Linked DNA regions of Sus scrofa: all the other regions are linked to region 1. The links are chromatin contacts, called in public HiChIP or PLAC-seq maps. All regions are on one chromosome and are shown on one strand. The core of a region is the stretch at or near the end of the contact, and the rest is flanking DNA. Distances in the headings are between cores, read along the strand shown. Region 1 overlaps ITPR2 (inositol 1,4,5-trisphosphate receptor type 2). Region 2 has its middle 22 kb from the start of BHLHE41. Region 3 overlaps SSPN (sarcospan).

Region 1 (4,214 bases), core at 1,237-3,736:
GATGTCCTATGATAAATCGTAATGGAAAAGAATGTTTTTAAAAGCATGAATCACTTTTCTGTACAGCAGAAATTAAGACAGCATTGAAAATCAACTATACTTCAATCAATTAATCAAGAAGCAAATTATCAAGAAATAAAAAAAAATTTTTTTTAAGGAAGTATTTTTGAAATTACTGTTGTGGCTTAGCGGTAATGAACCCAACTGTATCCATGAGGATGCAGGTTCAATCCCTGGCCCTACTCAATGGGTTAAGGATTGGCATTGCCGTGCGCTGTGGTGTAGGTCGAAGACACAGCTCAGTGCTCATGTTGCTGTGGCGGCGGCTGTGGCATAGGCCATTGGCTACAGCTCCAATTGGACTCCTGGCCTGGGAACCTCCATATGCCGCCAGTGCGGCCCTAAATAAAAACAAAAAACAACAACAAAAAAGAAGCATTATCAAGTGTAGCAAAAAGAATAAAAAATCCTGCCATCTGTGACAACTCGGACTTCAAGGGCATTATGCTAATTGAAATAAGTCAGGCAGAGAATGGTGAATACTATATGCTCTCACTTGTATATGTAATCTGAAAACACCAAACTACCATCCAAGGACTGGGAATCTGGGGTTAACAGATGCAAACTATTGCCTTTGGAGTGGATAAGCAATGAGATCCTTCTGTATATCACTGGGAACTACATCTAGTCTCATGATGGAGGCATGATAGAGGTGGATAATGTGAGAAAAAGAATGTACATATGTATATATGACTGGGTCACTTTGCTATACAGTAGAAAATGGACAGAACACTGGAAATGAGCTATAATGGAAAAAATAAAAATCATTAAAATGGCAAATAAATAAATAAAATACTGGGCACTCATGAAATAAATAAGTAAAAACATCAAACTCACAGAAACAGAGATCAGATTTGTGGTTGCCAGAGGCAAGGAGTGTGGAGTAGGGAAATTAAGTAAAACTGGTCAAAAGGAACAAACTTCCAGTTCTAAAATAAATAAATCCCAGGGGTGTAACATACAGCATGATGACCATAGTTGGCAATAGTGTATCGCATATTTGAAAGTTGCTAACAGAATGGATCCTAAACATTCTCCTCACAAGGAAAGCCATTGCCTTTATGAGATGATCCATGTTAACTCATCTTAAGGTAGTGATCGTATTGCAATACATATATCAAATAATTATGTTGTACACCTTCAGCTTAAGTAATGTTATATATCAATTGTAGTTCAATAAAACTGGAAAAATAAGGGGAAAGCACTATTAAAAACCTTTGTACAATTTTGGGTTCATAAAACAATGGATTTGAATGTTAGAATTAATTTTGCCTTTTGACAAAGGTGTATTTATTGATTTTTTTTTTAATCACAGGAAGCTTTTCTGGACAAGATTCAGATAAGATGGGGATATCCATGTCAGATATTCAGTGTCTACTGGATAAAGAAGGTGCATCTGAACTTGTCATCGATGTTATAGTAAACACCAAAAATGACAGAATTTTTTCAGAAGGCATTTTACTTGGCATTGCCTTGCTTGAAGGAGGAAATACACAAACTCAGGTACTTGCTTTACCATCATGACCGGTTGTTACATTCTGTTATTTTGTATTTCTTATTGACTTGTCATAGAAACCTAGGGAAAGTGATTTTTTTTTTTCTCTAAGCTTCGCATGATGATCTTCCCCCCAAAACCCAGCAACCTTGTATCATATTTTCCTTATAAATTTATTTGATTTGCTGTAGAAACTAGAGAGCTTCAGGAATTATTCAGTGAAGCAGAACCTTCCTTCAAAGCATCCTTTCTAACTTGGTACCAAAAATTCTGGTTTGCTTAGGGAAATCTCAGGCTGACTTTCGGCAGATTAGAACAGCACTTTGACTCATCTAAGAATTCAGTGTAAAAGGACAGGAATTAAATACATTAATTAAATGAGATAAGATGTATACACTCCTCACAGGATATAGCATTAAAATAGCTTTTGATAACATTCACCACCCATCTCAGCTCACCCCCTCTCAGATACCTGTTTAGAATTTAGAACAGCTATCTTTCCTTGTTTCCTCAAATCTCCCAATGCCCATTTCACTGCTGCCTCAGCCCAGGTGAAGCTTTCATTGCTATGGGAAGAAAAGAAACATTTTTTTCTTTTTTCTTTCTGTTTGCTCATTCAGCTCAGGAGGGGAGAGTTGAAAGCCATCGTTCATCTATCTATTCAGTGCTCCGCTCCAGAGAGCAGCTCACTCACTTGCACACAGGATCAGACCGCTGTTTCCAGAAGGCAGACGTTTCACTCTGAAACTCCTGCCAGGTTGCCCCTGGACTCTCCCCGCCCCCAACCCAAAGGCAGAGCTCGGGGGTGATCTCAAGAGCAGGGAAGTATCCCCAGAGCGCAGTAACATCTTCCCAGCCCTGCTGCCCATGAGCCTGGCACTTCTAGGTTTGCCTTGGTCAGGAAGGAAACAATGCGTATGAGTAACTGGAAATTCCAGAATCCATTTCCCCTATGCATGGAGGGGAGATATACAAGCCACATCTGATTAATTGGATGTTTTTCTTTATTGATCCATCAAATACAGTGAACAACATTGGTCTATCCAACAGCACATGGCTTTAGGAATAAAGTCTTTGTGAACGGCGATTGTCACAGTGAGCAAAAAACAACCCCCCAAACACTGATACTTCTCTATTAAAAAACAAATCTTGAAAAGTCTCATGGTAATAAAGCTGGAGCCCAGATTGCTCTTAGCAAAGGTGGGAAAGGGGGTGGTGAAGGGATCTGAGTGGGTTTTCTTGGAAATTGTCTTGTCTTCTACAACCAGATATTCAGCTGAGACTTTCCTTTTTTTTTTCATTTATTTTTGACCACACCCACAACTTGTGGAAGTTCCCGAGCCAGGGATGGAACAGCTGTAACCAGAGCCACAGCAGTGACAACACCATATCCTTACCTCATATCCTGAGCCACAAGGGAACTCCCAGCTGGGACTTTCTACAGAAATTATCTAGGCAACTACACAATGTTTAGGCTAGACTCTCCAGATAGGAGTGAAGGTTTTAGGGGATGTTTTTAGATAGAAGCAATCCTTGAGATGACAGTACTTTCTAGATTCCTGTTCTGGGCCACTGAGGGTCACCAGATGAGAGCATTTTTCACCCTCTGTACTCCCTACATTTATTTATGTCCTCGTATTGTGGAGGCTAAGCCAGCTTCTATCAGAAGCTACACATTCCACTCTTAAATTCCTGACAGGTTGTTCCCTACACCCCTTTCACTTTCAGTCTTTTTTTATGGATGTTTCAGTAGCTGTCACTCATAACTTTTTCTTTCTTTTTGAAACCTTTTCAACTTAGGTCTTGGGATACCACCCTCCTCTCTTCCAACCTCCTGCCATTTCTTGTTACCTCCTTTGAAAGCTCTTCTTCCTCTCTCTCGCTCTCTTTTTTTTTTTTTTTTTTTTTTTTTTTGCTCTTTAGGGCTGTACCTACAGCATATGGAAGTTCCCTGGCTAGGGATTGAATTGGATGAGGCATGGGATCTGAGCCTCTTCTGCAACCTGCATCACAGCTAGCTCACGGCAACACCAGATCTTAATGCACTGAGGGAGGCCAGGGCTCGAATCTGAATCCTCATGGATGCTAGTTGGGTTTGCTTCCACTGAGCCCCAGCGGGAACTCCCTCTACTTAACTCTTCGACCATGACATCTCCCAAGTTTCTTGGGGCTCTTCTCTGTTTATGTTTCTTGCTTCCAAGCAGTCTAAATCCTTCTCTTTAAGACTTCTGCCAATATCTGGGGATGGGGAGGGGAATTACATTCTCACAGTCTCCTTGGCCTCCAGTGTCTTGCTTTCTTAGTTCATGGATTGTCTGGCCGCCTAGCTTCTGTAGTACTGAGACAGAAATCTGATTCTCTTCCTTCGTTTCTATCATGATCAACTTATATGTTCAATATACTTCATTAAAGATTGATTGAGGGGGACGAGAGAGGAGGTGGTTATATTACAACTTCAAATTGCATGCTAATAATAGCAACAATGAAAATAATACCTCCTAAATACCAGGCACTGTCCTTCATGCTTTCTGTGTTTTAACTTGGTTAATCCTCAAAACAATCAGTGAGGTGACTTGTGTCTTATCTCATCTTTCCAAAGAAGAATCTGGAATATCCCTAAACTCATATAGCTAGTTAGAGATCAAGCTAGGATTGAAAC
Region 2 (4,214 bases), core at 685-3,184, 410 kb after region 1:
AGCTGTAGCCACTGGCCTATAACCACAGCCACACCAACCTGGCCATGTCTGCGACCAGGGGGAGGCCAGGTATTGAACCCATGTCTTCATGGATACTAGTCGAGTTTGTTACTGCTGAGCCACAGTGGGAATTCCTCAGTAAATATTTTTAGAATCAATTTGTTCAACCCTCCATTCATTCCCTCATAAGATGAATGGCCCCTCTAAATTTTAAATTTCTCTTATACTGGAAATAGGTAAAATTTGGTGGTATTGACAATATATATGTAGTTGAGAAAAGCATCACATTACCTTTTACTTCATGGGTTGAAAATATTTTTGAAGGAGTTTTATGTTGTAAGACTACTATACTCTTCATTTATTATAAATTGATAATAAATTAATTAGGGAATGTTAAATTAATTCTACAGTTGAGCCTAAAGGGATAAACATTTTATCATTTTCTGTAGCTGAAAAAAAAGTTTTCTAGATGAATATACTCAGTATCCAGTAGGGAGAAAAATGTGAAATGGATAGGAGCTAACCTATCCCGGTAGCTCTCTTTTTTCCTATAGATGCTAAGGTCCCTATGATGTACACATCACCCAGCTCACAAAACGTCCTGGTGACACCTGCCAGTGTTACGAGGCTCAAGATCAGTTAGGTGGAACCAGCAGAGACTGCTACAGGTTGTCTCTTTTCTTGTGCTGGATGATCTCCTATCGATTCAGCTACCTTGCCTTCACCAGGTCTTTGAAATCCATAGTAAGCAGCAGGTTATTAGATCAAAGTAGTGGAGTGAGTCTGAAAATGGCATTTTCCCCCAAATTCAGAGCTTTTTGTCCTCAGGGGGGATGGAAGATTCTCATCTGTGATCTCCTGCATCTTGGCATCTTGGGCAGACAGTACTTGCTTTTAACCCTGGAAGGATTTCCATGTGGAGTGGAGTATTCCTGACATGTTACTTGAAGCATATTGCTTCCATGTTCTCCCATGTTCAACTCCAATAAAGTAGGTATTCCCAGGTTATACAAATCCCAGATCTATATCACCTAGAGAAAAGTAATGTATCTTGAATGTACAAATGCAGTAATCAGGATACAGGTTATCATCAGATTCATGTAAAGGCATTGTCTGGACAGGCAAAGCAAAGGCAAAAATAGGCTAAGGCTTGACCTCAGAACTCTGTTCCCTTAAGCTGGGTGCTCAAAAGAGCTTACCCGGTTCCCTTTGGGCCTTCCTATTGTATATTCTTCTGAGAATCAAAAGGCCTGGAGTGCAAATTCTGGCTCCACTACTTAATTGCATAAACTTGGGAAAAACACTGACACCTCTTGCTCTCTGTTTCCTTATCTGTGTAAGGAGGGGGTGATGGTATAATGTCCACGAGTGTTTGGAGCTTCGTGAATGTTCAAATGCTGAACAAATAATTGTAGTTGGTCCTTGGGAGACAGTCTAGCATGGAGGTCAAGAGCGTGGAATCTGAAATGAGACTGCCTGGTGTGAGCCTCAGTCACCAGCTTTATTACCTTAGGTGTTACTTCTCTAAATCTATGTTTCCTTCCCTGTAAAGAGGATGATTTTAATAAGACAGAATAGCTATAAGGATTAAATGACATCATCTAAAACCTCTTGTATCTGCATATCCTTCTGGGGGGATTTCTGGGGCCATGCAATGCTGTGGAAGCCTCAGCAGGAAGGAAGATGGATGTAGCTTCTGGGCTGATGCACCTGCCTGCCCCAGCTGCGTTAGTCCCTTTCTGAGGCCATGGAGCTGCACAGGGTTCTGCAGTATCTCTACACAGTGTATTCTATGTCAGCAACCCCGATGAGGTGCAGTGGGCCTGCCCTTCCTGCTCCCCAGACTCTGACCAACCTCCAGCCGCTTGATAGGTTGTAAAACTAGTTTTCTTGGTGTCTTGCCATCTAATCAGTTCTCACGTGAGTGTTTTTCTGGGTCAGAGGATCTTGGGTTCTTGGGTTCACTGTGGTCAGAGTCTACTGCCACCTAACAGGAAGTTGCTTCACTAACGAGATAATTCAGTATTTCTTCAGGAACTTGCAGGCTGTTGCTGGGCAACAAACTCCAATATCTGAAATCTATAGATCTTCCAGTTTTTCTAACTAGCACAATTGAATACTGCTTAGTCAGGAACATCTGAGGAGTCCCAGGCTATCAAACACCTTTAATTACGTTCATGCTGATTGGCATTTCCTATCTGGGGCCCTGAACAGCCAAACAAGTCAAGTGAATCTAGTCAGGGCAAGACAGCCCTTCCTGAGCTAGGCAATTTTTCCCACCAACAGCCTCCCTGTTTCTGGTGCAGAAAAGAGATATGACAATGGCTCTTCGCCATGTGCCTCTGACTGTATATGCTGGGCACTGGGTTAAGCGCATAACATATTGATTTATTAAATTTATCGGGTGGGTGTTACCATGTAAGGAAACCCAGGCACTGAAAGATTAAGGAACTTGCTCCTGGTCACACAGCCACTCTTCCCTAAGCTGTTTGGCCATTTGTTAGTCCATACCTGATTTTAGCAACCAGTGGGGGATTAAAAAAAAAATCTTCATAATAACAGTTAATTTATCTCTAATAATTGTAGAGGACTATTTCTATCACTAAATTTACCTTGAAGCATTTGATTCCAAACAGCCATATAAAAGAATTTTAGGAGTTCCCATTTGTGGCTCAGCAGTAACGAACCCAACTAGTATCTATGAGGACATGGGTTCGATCCCTGGCCTCGCTCAGTGGGTTAAAGGATTTGGTGTTGCTGTGAGCTGTGTTGTAGGTCGAAGACGTGGCTCAGATCCTGTGTTACTGTGGCTGTGGTGCAGACCAGCAGCTCCAGCTCCTATTTGACCCCTAGCCTGGAAACTTCGTATGCAGTGGGTTTGGCCCTAAAAAGACCAGAAAAAAAAAAAAAAAAAAAAAGAAGAAGAAGAAGAAGAAGAAATTTAAAAACTGGACTAATTTCATAGTCATGTAATTCTGACTCAAAGAAAATGTATATTTGTGTCAAAATAGAGTATCACGATTTTATTAATAATATTTCAAGAGAATTTTTTTCCCTTAAAATTTGCTTTATCCCCCTAATGTGAAATCTTATTAAAGTTTTACCTTTATTTTTTTCTTGTGTATCTACTCTGATTTTGGTTTATTGGGACCTAACCTATCTAATATGGATAGGATACAAATTAAATGCTTCCAAAATATCCAGATAAAAATTTCACCCAGTCAATTGCTTTGTCACCTCTAGTAATATCCTTTTAAATCCACACTTTTTGTTTTCATTTGTTTTTCTAGAAAGAAATTTTCTTCAGAGTAGCAAAGATTTTGTTGTTAATTAGACATTATTTGTTTAAAGCAAAACATCCTACACCTAGTAGATACTTAGTAATGTTTAATGAATGAAATTAATTACTATGTACTTTTGACAATTCTATATTTATAGCTATATCATGTAAGAATGCTCAATTTACAATTGTCTGTTTAAAAATTATTACTCAATAAAAATTTGTTCATGGGCCAGCTACTAACCATTTCTTGTTACTGACTATACCCTCTGCGCAAAGATCAGGGGTGTGGTGGGGAGGCAGGGAGGTATGGTGGGGTAGGAAGACATCCCTTAGAGCCTTGTGTCTCAAACCTCTGAGACGCAACCCCCCTTTTTATAATAAATATTCCATTATCCTCCTTTACTACCCTGAAACAAAATCCATAGAAAACATAGTTTATAAAATACATGATTTTAAAAATATATAATACTTTCACTGCAACATAAAGGAGAAACAAAAGGAAGATACATATGAAATACATAGATATAGCTCTAGAGACTAAACATAATGAAGTGGTCAGATGCTTACACTGATAATATGTTGGAATGTAAGAGATGTAGGGAAATCATTAATTCTTCTCATAACTGACATTTTGAATGGAGACTGAAAAGGTTTATTTAAATGTACACATAGAATCTCTATGAATCAAGAGCTACAAACACAAACTGTTGCCGATGCGTTCTATTGATGGCTCAGTTACACGAGCTGAGATGCTGCTGGTAACATGATCTTCAGAGATGGTTAACAACTCTTGGTAAAGTTCAGAATCAAAGCACAAGCATCCCTCCGCTTATCTGGTAGTTATATTCCTGGAGCACTCAATTTTATTAAAACCATTCTAAAAATGATTTGTGCCTATATGTAAAAAAGACAGTTTCTAGGCTCAAAAAAT
Region 3 (4,214 bases), core at 986-3,485, 280 kb after region 1:
GTCAGAAGTTGCTTGTAGAGCAGTTGCGGTGAATGTGAACTCAAAGATTAGTCACAACCAGGTTCAGATTAAAGCTACCCTTTAAAAGATTATACCCTTCCCTTGCCTTTACCTGCAACTAAACAAAAAAGCAAGCAAACAAACATGTATACGAGATTATATGTATGCCTTCTTACACACATAATGTATCCTCCAGATGAATGACTTTCCACACAGGGACCATTTCAAGTGTTTTCAAGTTTTAATATAGAATATTTAAAAATTTACTTTTTCTTTCTTGAATGCGTGTGTATGTGTATTGGTGTCAGAAGTGTGCAGCTGGCTTGCTGGAAAACTTAACTACTGGCACAGGAAAAGAGCAAAACTGGTTAAAGACATTTTTGTCTTAATATGGCTGCACAAGCAGAGAGTATAGGGGTTTCTCTGGATGGTCTCATCAAAGACACCTTAAGCATACACACTCGCTTTTTTATGTTCAAATCTTTTGAATGACTGTCAATAATTCATGTTTCTTCATCTATGAAAGTTTGCTGAAACATCTATCTCAGGGGCATAAGAATAACATACTCAACATATTCAGTCTCCCTTGGAGGGAGAGAACCAGAAAAACACACAGTGGCACCATTTACAATTTTTAAAAGGCCATATTTAATTTGTGACAATGCATCACCTTGGTCCTGCCTGTCCCCCAAATTTTCAGTGGCCATATTTTCATAATTACAGTTATGTGAAACATAACTTTACCTCTTAGGTTAAAAATTACAGATTTATTTTATGGAACCACTGGGGCAGAACATACGAAATATTTGGGGTTATTCTTAAATATTCAGGCTTGATGACTGACTTCAAATTCTTGATGCCAAGAGCCACATTAAGTTGTGCTGGCCGAGTTTTGCACGCCTGCCCATGGCAGCTGCCTTTCCAGTGCAGGCAGCTCAGAACGGGCAACTATTTGCTCTGGCGACTCTACCAGCCAGGAAGGCCCAGATTAAAGGGATAATTTCCTACCTGAGAGTCATCAACTTACGATGGCCCCAATTGGAGTTCTCTCTACACATTTATTGCCATCAATGGATGGAACTGAGGCGGTCCTGTCATAACCCTCCTACCTCCAATATACACATCCTTAGATAAAGAATTTCTATAACATTGATTGGGGCACTATCTTGAAACCAAGACAAGAATCCCTCATTCTCAATCTGTAAATAACTGGAATAGTTGCAAAAAAAAAAAAAAAAAAAAAAAGTTCTCTCACGATCATCACAAAAATCCATTCGCTAAAGTGAGAGTTCTGTCTATTTTTAAAAAATAGCCTTTTGGCTCAAAGATCAAAAGATTTGTCCAAGACATTTACCAAGTGCACAGCAGGGCTGGGTGGTGCTGTCAGGCATGGACTGGGGAGAAAGAACACCTGAGTTGGATTCCTGATTCTTCCCTCCCTAACTATGAACCTTGGGCAAACGAATCAATCCCATGTTCACCTCTGTTTCTTCATGTAGCTCCTACATCATGGGATTATTATAAGAATCAAAAGACTTGATATGTGTAAAGGAACAGTGGTCGGTATAAGGTAGCACTATTTGAGTATTTGTGAAAGAAATAAACACATTAGTGGACCTGAAAGAGCTGTCAGTTCTCAGGACTTTTAGGATATCATCCCTACTGGCTTTGTCTTGGAGGGCAACAATGCAGACTTGGCTTGTAGAAAGGATGCAAACATTTACACAAACACAGAGATTGCTCAGTTGTAACTGAGCCTCTTAAATATGCTAGAAGCCTCAAGAGCAGAAACAAAAGCCATGCCCCTCTGCCCCTTTAAATGTGAATACATTTTCACTGGTGCATTATCTCACACCCTGTGATTCCGCCTTTCCCACTGCAGGAGAGCATCAGGCCAAGTAAACAAGAGTGAGACACAGAATCAAGTTTCTTATCCATCTCAAGACATAAATATAGCCTTGATCCGCCAAAGCCTGTGGGCTACTTCTGCAGCGCTGTAGCAATTTTTCCTTCGAGGCTTTTAACGCAGCTGACAGCAACAAGCATCTGGGTTTGAATCTGTAATTTAAAATCAAGTGGCGTGTTTTACCTACACGGCACGAATAAACTATCAATGAAAGTGTTTATGGTGACCTTGGGAATGCGAGCAAATACATCTTGATACCAGCGGGGCTCGGGACGCATCCGTCTTGCCCGTGTCAGGCCGGACGGCGGGCGGCGCTGGGCTGCGGGAGGAGGCGCGGCGCCCCCGGCGCTTATGTAACTGCGGCGCCCCGCGCTCATCGCCTCTGATTGGTACCCGGCCACCGCTTCAGCGTTCGGTGACTTCGGGAGGAGGGCAGTGAGGCGTCGATTTAATTACCTTCCTGGTGGCAGGACTGGCAAGTCCCCTCTGCTGCCCGAAGAGCAGGAGGAGATGGCGGAGGAGATGGCGGCGGCAGCCCAGGGGCCTCCCGGTTATGGGTACCGGGCGATTGCGCCTTCGGGGCCCTCATAGGGGAATGTGCCCCGGAGTGTTTCTGCAAGCACACGAATCGGACACGTTTCTGAAAATCATCAAGGTGAGCCCTGAGAAAACAGGGCCACGGGGATAGGTAGGAGCCCAATCCGGGGCCGAATGGCTCGCGGAGCCCAGGAGCAGAGCTCAGGGAGGAAGATGCGAGGCGCCAACGGCTTCCAGGGCTTGCCAAAGGGCCGCCAGAGAAGACTGCTAGCTAGAGACAACACAAAACTCAAGACCCCGTGGCTATTGTCTGTAAGGAAAGGGAATGAAGAGAGCGGGAGCGAGGGAGAGGGAGAGCGCTTGCGCGCGCTAGCGCAGGCTGCAGTGAGATGCTGTCATCACTCCTGGATTGCTTGTCCTGGCTATCTGGGCGTTCAACAGGAAGAAATACATTCTCCGACAAACCTGGGCCAGGATATCAACACGTAAGCCCTAAAATTCAGTTTTGCTAGTGAGAAACACTATACTACATTTTATTCCGTCCCCCCAAATGATGTGAGGAGCACAATGGACGTCCCTATAACCTGTGTCTTTGGAAAACCTGGAGATTGACTGAAGCTCATTGCTCATTTTCGACCTGAAGATAATATAGCCGGCGCCTTAGAGAGCTGGCAGCAAGAATGGCTAAAGGTCACATTCAGGAGAAAAGTGTCTCTGTATTTGTCAATGTCTGTCACAGGTGAAAAAGATAAAAAAGTAGCTAATGAGATCTTCCTAGTGGGGAATTCTCAATCCGGCTGACATTGGCAGTGACTTTTTTTTTATTTATTTATTTTTGTCCTTGCTATTTTTTTTTTTTTTTTTTTTTTTTTTTTTTTTTTGTCTTTTTGCCATTTCTTGGGCCGCTCCTGAGGCATATGGAGGTTCCAAGGCTAGGGGTCTAATCTGAGCTGTAGCCACCGGCCTACGCCAGAGCCACAGCAACGTGGGATCCCAGCCGTGTCTGTGACCTACACCACAGCTCATGGCAACGTGGGATCCTCAACCCACTAAGCAAGGCCAGGAATTGAACCCGCAATCTCATGGTTCCTAGTCAGATTCCTTAACCACTGAGCCAGGATGGGAACTCCCCCTTGCTCCTTATTTTAAGTGCAGACCTTCAGATGGCTTTGGAGGGTCTCTATGAAGGTGATGCTATTGCCTATGCTTTTTTCCTGGCATCATGGAGGAGAGGGGGAAGAGGGTATTTAAACTAATGAACCTAGTTTGGAGCTCTTTTTACCTGATGAATGAAGTTCCTGTAATTTAACAGGCCATTTCTTACTAGGCTTTAGAGCTGCTTTTTTTTTTTTTTTTTTTTTTTAAATCATCAGTAAGCCTTACGGTTTAGTCAGAGCTCTACAAAAAAAGGAACATGAGAACATGTAGTATTTTATCTGGTCTTTTTTTTTTTTTTTTTTTTTTTTTTTTTTTCTTTTCTGGTCACACCCATGGTATGCAGAAGTTCCTGGGCCAGGGATGGAACCGGCACTACAGCAGTAACCTGAGCCACAGCAGTGATAATGCTGGATCCTTAACCCACTGTACCACCAGGGAACTTCCTATCTGGCCTTCTTTTAAGAAACACCATCAGACAGAAAATGTAAAATTTCCAAGTATGGGCATATTCACCCAAATTCTGACTCTATTAGTTTTTTTTAAAAAATAGCATCCATTAATTTTTAAATTAGAAAAGTTACATCTAACTATTGGAGGACCTTTCAAAATTAAA

Evidence for each region. HiChIP or PLAC-seq counts read pairs in DNA pulled down with a chosen protein or histone mark.
Region 2: an H3K27ac HiChIP or PLAC-seq map of alveolar macrophages shows a contact between it and region 1. The contact joins two enhancer-like sites.
Region 3: a contact with region 1 is called in an H3K27ac HiChIP or PLAC-seq map of alveolar macrophages. The contact joins two enhancer-like sites. A contact is called at or near these places in 1 of 47 Hi-C or Micro-C datasets (embryonic fibroblasts) and 1 of 2 datasets of contacts at active chromatin or transcription factors (alveolar macrophages).

The regions. Positions count from the first base shown.
Region 1 is chr5:47,295,980-47,300,193 of Sscrofa11.1, forward strand. ITPR2 (inositol 1,4,5-trisphosphate receptor type 2) reads left to right here. Exons shown (of 58, transcript XM_021092920.1): 40 at 1,376-1,563. Among named protein-coding and RNA genes, the nearest start is that of SSPN, 310 kb to the right of the region's middle. Within about 2 kb of position 2,487, at least 5 of the 83 cell types and tissues checked have an H3K27ac peak or open chromatin away from gene starts, as enhancers often do. A contact at or near this core is called in alveolar macrophages, where this site is marked.
Region 2 is chr5:47,707,852-47,712,065 of Sscrofa11.1, forward strand. No RefSeq gene overlaps it. Among named protein-coding and RNA genes, the nearest start is that of BHLHE41, 22 kb to the left of the region's middle. Within about 2 kb of position 1,935, at least 18 of the 83 cell types and tissues checked have an H3K27ac peak or open chromatin away from gene starts, as enhancers often do. A contact at or near this core is called in alveolar macrophages, where this site is marked.
Region 3 is chr5:47,571,321-47,575,534 of Sscrofa11.1, forward strand. The region is part of intron 2 of SSPN (sarcospan); the gene reads right to left. Among named protein-coding and RNA genes, the nearest start is that of SSPN, 36 kb to the right of the region's middle. Within about 2 kb of position 2,236, at least 40 of the 83 cell types and tissues checked have an H3K27ac peak or open chromatin away from gene starts, as enhancers often do. A contact at or near this core is called in alveolar macrophages, where this site is marked.